Linked DNA regions of Sander lucioperca: region 2 is linked to region 1. Evidence: chromatin contacts called from public Hi-C data. All regions are on one chromosome and are shown on one strand. The core of a region is the stretch at or near the end of the contact, and the rest is flanking DNA. Distances in the headings are between cores, read along the strand shown.

Region 1 (3,026 bases), core at 340-2,839:
TTGATATTCTGAGAAGAGAAGAGAAGAATAAGAGTGTCTGATTGCTGGAACTAGATGTACACTTTTTCTGACCACATAAATATAGATAGCACAGCTGAGAAGAAAAGAAAGCATGTGTTTGAAAACTATGACATCTGCGGTGTCATAAATTATATGCTTTTTGTTGGTATAAATGCATTTGGAAGACAGCATGAATAGCAAATCTAAGTAACTGAAGAGAAAAACACAAAACTGCTTAAATCTGATGAATGAAGATGGTTTCAGCTTCTCAAATTTGAGGATTTTCTGCTTTTCTTTATATAATTGTAAATTGCACATTCTTAGGGGGTTTACACTGTTCGCCAGACAAAATGATGTCTTAAATTATCAGTACCTTTTCCGTTAGGTTTACGGACATTTCTGTTAATCCAAAAATAGAAAATTCTGTAGATTTACAGTATATCCTCTGTGCCTTAACAGACATTTCTGTTAATCCAAAAATCTAAATATGGAAAAACACCTGTGAAAAATCATTACAGAAAATTCCTTCATATTAACACAGTATATTAGCTCGTATTTCTACAAACTTTTCTAACAGTGCAGTAGACCAGTCATAATAGACTAAATGTATTTTTTTCCCCCATTCCTTACATAAACCCAATAAAGCTTATTCAAAATCCCATTACACTTTAAGGAATAGAACATAACAAAACACAACCAAACCTTAACAAGAACCACATTTCTATAGCATAAGCAGTCCCCAGACTTCCTGACATACAGAAGAATATCAGCATATGGGTCAAAGGCCAAGCAGTTTCCAGGAGCTACTTGTCACCCCCATACAACCACTGGGATGTTAATGTCTCCCCACAGCGGAGCAAACAGTAGCCACTGTAAAAACCAACAGTCACCTCTGACCCCTCTTCCCCTAAAGTTGCCCTTCTTTCCCGCTATTGATCCTTCAGATTCCTCTGACGTTGAGGGTAAGTGTGAGAATCCTCTTCCAGATAAAGGCATTTTAGGAGTCATTAGCTGTGTGTGTGAAAACTCTCCATTACGGAGAGGGCCACTATCATTAAAGTCATATGTGTGCAGTTTAAAGGTTGCAACCATTTCTTCTGGATCCTCTCAGTCCGTACAGAGATGTCAGTGTAGAGTCAACTGGATAAATGCAGGAACTCAGCTTTGACACATAAGGAGGCTGCATACACGCCAGGTAAGCAACACTCATAAATCAAGCTTAATGTATTACGTGAAACTTTTCATATGTTTTAGTTTGGGCTGTATTCTAATGTCTTTTAACCCTTATTTTTTGTTGGACATTTGATTTACTTCCCACACACCCCATTGCTGTATATTTAAAGCTAATAATTGCAAAATCAATCTTTTTCTTCTTTTCCAATATGTAGGTAAGTAGTGAAGTGGTAACCCTTCCTTTGACTCAAACTGAGCTTGCACATTTGAGGAAGTTGACAAAAATACAGAGCTATGAAGCATTATAGCTATATTTCATGTTACAGTACGTAATTTGGGCTTTGTCCAATAATGTCCAACAACAGAACTCCAAATAGATTTGATGAATTGTATTTATTTATTTACAGCAGTGATCTTTGAGACTCCGAACAGAAGTAATGTACATTTTCTGTAGTGGAATTCTGAAACATTTCATCAATTCAAAATCATGTTTACAAGCAATTCTTTTTAGAAAAAGTCATGAAGTATCAAACTGATAAAAGTATGTTTTTTCAAGCTGATAGAGCGCCCAGGATCTCCAAGACCCCAAACAGAACATCATGGTTAAAAACCAGTGAAAGATAATAAAAATATTTAATGATTATTGATATGATTTATTCTCATCTCAAATCCACCCCCCGTGCCTTTCAACAGATACAATGGAAGTGCTCACACTGCTGCTTATGTTCCTCACAGTTTCTGGATATTCTCATGTTTTGCAACCCGGTAAGTATAACATTAGGCCAACGTACCATTTCCAGCATCCAACTAAATCTATTTTAGTAACCATTTTGAAGTGAAAAATGTAGTAATCTCTTACTTATTATCACAGTCCTAAAAACAGGTCATGTCGTAAACACTTCCATGCTAATTATGTTATGAGCCTTTCAAAGGGAATGCTAACTGTTGCAATGCTAACATGTTACTTGTTTGCAACTTGATTTTGGTTTAGAATTAAGAATAACAGATGTGAACTAAGTGGTTGCCCTCTTGTTTTGAACTGTAGGACTGACAGTCACCCAGATAGCTGGGCTGGACAGAGACCACCAGTCTGACATGAGGAGTGAGCAGCTGAGAGATGTTTCCATATCAGTGGAGGAGAAAGAAAACGCTGCAGAATCCACTGAGGGAAAGAAAACAGAGGAGGAACAGAGGAGGGAAGGATTGACTCAAACAAAAACAGAGGAATTCTCTGTTGCTGACATAGTGACAGATTTAGATACAGATAGAGAAGTGGGGAGGAGAGAACATGGACTCAATCTTGTCATAGAATCAGAGAAAACAGAGTCAAATGAGGAGACAGTAAAAGCAATCCTGACCGGCAACACAAAAACATGGGAGGCGATAAAAACAGATGACGAGACAGATGAGCAGTTTAAGAGCAAGCAAGAAATAGTGGAAGAGGAAAGAGAGAGCAAGCTGGTTGCAGGGATTAGTCTTCATAAAGGGACTAGAGGGGAAAACATGTTAACTGTAAATCAAGAAAATGTGGAAGAGAAAAGAGGAAATGAGGAAAGAGAGAAAATAGCCGAAGAGGGTGAGATGATAAAAAATGCAAACCACAGCGAATTAGTAAGAGAAAAGGAAGATCACAAGGTAGTTAGCGATCTCACACCTCCTTTAATCACATCCTCTACTATCACTCAGTCTCAAAGTCCTCCTGAGTTTCCTCATCCTGTTCATCATCATAATGTCCCTCCATCACCCACGCAGGTCTCCGCTCACCCTCCCACTCCTCACAACAAAGTCAGTCCTCACTTCTCTCCGTCTGTCACTCTTCCCAATCCCACAACAATCAATCCCATCTCAGTCTC
Region 2 (3,326 bases), core at 468-2,967, 130 kb before region 1:
ACAAAAAAAAACTAATAGGGTACTGTTTCTCAAATGGGGGTACATGTAATGTTTGCAAAAATGCTAATTAAAAAAATATGTCATGCATAATTCCTAAAATAATTATACTATGATAATGACTGAATTAAGTGATGGATTCTAAACATTTGAAATGTACCATTTTAATGTTTTTGCTTAAAAAAGGTTGGTGTTTAGTGAATCTATCACTGCCGGCGCTGTATTGTACCTCTTTCTATAGACTTTTTTTTCTACCAAAACTGTTTTGCGGTGGTCAGGGGGTACTTGGCTTAAAAAGGCTGTTCAGAGCGGGTACAATATTGAAAAAAGTTTGAGAACCACTGTAATAGGGTATATATGTATTATAAACATCTCTAACAAACTGTCCATGAGAGGACACTGGGGGCGCTGTAACGTCTTCCATCTGTTTCGTGAACAGAGAAGAAGAAAAAGGAGGAAGTCGGTGTAACAACAAAGATCAGTCATTAACAGGATGTCTCACTCGTATAAAACCTGCCCACTCTTGCAGAGTGAAAGAAAAATGCAGCGAGATGGCTTATAACCTAGGCCTAGGCTACATGCAATATTAGGCCACCGAGACTACTATTTATTCCATTCTTATATCAAAACCATGATTTTCAAAAGACCAAGCAGAAGTAAAACTATTGCTAAACGATTACCTAATGTTGAATTTGCGAGACTTTGATCTTGATTTCCCATGTTGGGCTGTTGCAATTTTGCAATTATCAAATCTCACATGTTAATTTACAATGTGGATAAAATACTTTTGAATGTGCTTTACACATAAAGGGATCATTGCTTTAAGAACCAAATAAGTATAATTCACCATATACAGAGAACTAGGCTACACTTCAAAATTCTAAATATATAAGCCTATCAATTCAAGAGATACTAAATAAAAAGAAAGTTCATCGTATGTATTTGTCAAAAAAATGTGGTCATGTTTTTATAATTGGCTTCTTCATTCAGAATAATGTTGGGGGTGTGAGCCCCGTTCTATACTTCCCCTCATCTCTTATCATACTTTCTTTCTTGGGCCCCCCCTCTTTTCTCCAGCACAGGGAGTGTTATCTTCACACGACACACACCAGGGTCGAGGCCACTGTGCTGTGTCTCGTCTTCATTTGCTCTCACGCGAAGCGGTACATTCTGCTCCTGTTTCACTTGTTATTATTACTCAATGTACTTTGCTCGAGGCCACTGTGACCCTAACTATCTTATGGCTTAAGCTAAATAAGTAGGCTATACACCAAAACACACTTGGTCTCTTATGGAAACCTTTTACATTCTTATTATATTTACCTGCAAATAGTAAGAACATTATTCTACAATAAATACATTCAAAAATATTCAACATGGATTGATTGTGGAGAACAAAGAAACTAATACTTTTATTGGTGGCATATTATGCAAGTGCAACAACAAATACTCTAACTAACAACACTAACTTTAAAAAATGAATGAAATAACCTCTAATCTAAATTTAGACTTGTACATGTGTTGTTTTCGTTTATTTTTGCTCTATTATAATTGTATTAATGATCTGGTCATCGTGAACTTGATATTTCATGTCAAGATTTGATTAGATTTTTAAACGACGTTTTCATAACTTGCTCTTCTGCTTTGTGGCTACTAAAAAACACAATAACTAAATCCCACTGTACAGATCTGCCTGCTTGTTCGTCTTTGTTTTTTTCGACGGAGTGGAGCATCCTGCCGTCTCTTCGCCCTCTAACCATCTCAGTTCAGCTGTCATTACACGAATGTTGTCAGTTTAGGGTTTCGGTAGTCAGACCGAGGGTTTCGTGGTTACCGTGGCAATTGAACAGGTAATGTTAAGCAAGGTGTGAGCATTCATCTAAAATATACTTTTTAACGCTACTTCCAAATTAATATTACAATTGAATTCCCATTTGGGTTATTTCGGTGTCAGATAGCACACGTAGGCAGAGATGAGGAAGTTATACAGCAGAAGAATCATCGTAACGTAGGTTTCAACTTAAATAAAACCGTTCACGCTAGTTAGCTTTTCAAAATGTAGCTTCCACGCTATGTAACGTTACAGTATGAAACAGTCAACTAACGCTGAGAAAATGGATCATAACAACCTAGCTAGTGCATTGTAATTACTAATTCAAAGCTAAAGTGACTTCAAAATACGCAACTATCTTTCTGTGGCATTAGCATTATCTTATTTCGACTATTAGCAGCCAGCGTACCGTCGCCAGCTAAAGTTAACGTCACTCTATTGCTATGATGCACACACCCCTCTCTTTCTCCTGTAGACCGCGGAGTCACATCGTTAAAATTGACAAATTGTTTTAACACCACAGGTTGTTAGTTGTGGAAAAACTGGCTGGAGGCGAAGATGGTCAGGACTGGCGGTAAGTGTGTCCCTCTTTAAAATATATACAGTAGCTAACGTTATACACAATAATAACGTTATAACACTTAAAATATCCTAAATCCTATCTATCTTAGTATCTTATCTATTACTTTTTCAGGTGTTTTGAAGTTTGCAGCGCTCATCTTTGCATTCCTCCTAGCTGTCTTTCTGGCTTTTCAGCTGCTAGAGATCAACCTCGACTTCAAACTGAGCAGTGTGATTTGTGAGTAACATTTCGTGCAAGATCACAACGTCAGATATCGACCTAAGCAGCTGTACAAAGGGAGTGGTCGAGGATCAGTTGTAAAGGAACAATGTCACCTATTCAATCAGTTACTGTGAGAGATGTAGATTGTGTTGGCATTACAGGAACCAAATATGCTTCCTTTCTGCCTTAGAGTAAGGGTTGCAATACGTGTTTAGGGAAGGGATTTTACCCACAGAGCTGCATTTAAATGACTACCATTGATGTGCCTACGGGAACTCTTGTTAGACATCTTCTCTTTTCTGCTTTTCAGCAAGATCTATGCCAGTGAATGAAGTCTGTAAGTGTGCTTAAATTATTATTTCTTTTTTTTTTTTGCTTTGTCTTCTCAATGACTGATACCGTTGATACATGTTCTCCCTTTTTTCATTATCGTTCTATACCAGTTAACACAAGAATGGTAATAATTAGCATGTGTCACACAGACAATAGAAAAGAACTACACAGTTTAAGGTTTGTGTTTAGCTTAGTGCTCGTTATTTAGAGTGTAAATAGATTCCTTTTGGTAGAGTTCATGTTGCTTTTTGTTCTGTGTCTGCACCTGTTTGTGGATAGGCTTATGTAATCGGACCACTTGTTACCCGATATTGTGCTACCTGGTTCTTGTTGTGTAAATGGAGTTTTCTCTCTTCACAGCAGCAAAGCCAGTCAGGTACA

What was found. A called contact is a pair of places that touch in the nucleus more often than the background predicts.
Region 2: a contact with region 1 is called in a Hi-C map of liver, with 7 times the contacts expected there. The contact joins the promoter of fam3c here to the promoter of LOC118494026 in region 1. A contact is called at or near these places in 2 of 2 Hi-C or Micro-C datasets (liver and muscle).

Annotation. Positions count from the first base shown.
Region 1 is chr20:8,379,263-8,382,288 of SLUC_FBN_1.2, reverse strand. It overlaps LOC118494026 (extracellular matrix protein 2), which reads left to right and starts at 1,589. Exons shown (of 3, transcript XM_035996340.1): 1 at 1,589-1,938; 2 at 2,219-3,026. The coding sequence starts at 1,872.
Region 2 is chr20:8,510,602-8,513,927 of SLUC_FBN_1.2, reverse strand. fam3c (protein FAM3C) reads left to right here and starts at 1,717. Exons shown (of 10, transcript XM_035996158.1): 1 at 1,717-1,851; 2 at 2,317-2,402; 3 at 2,523-2,627; 4 at 2,923-2,949; 5 at 3,306-3,326. The coding sequence starts at 2,387. LOC116060119 (a long non-coding RNA gene) reads right to left here. Exons shown (of 3, transcript XR_004107440.2): 1 at 3,251-3,326.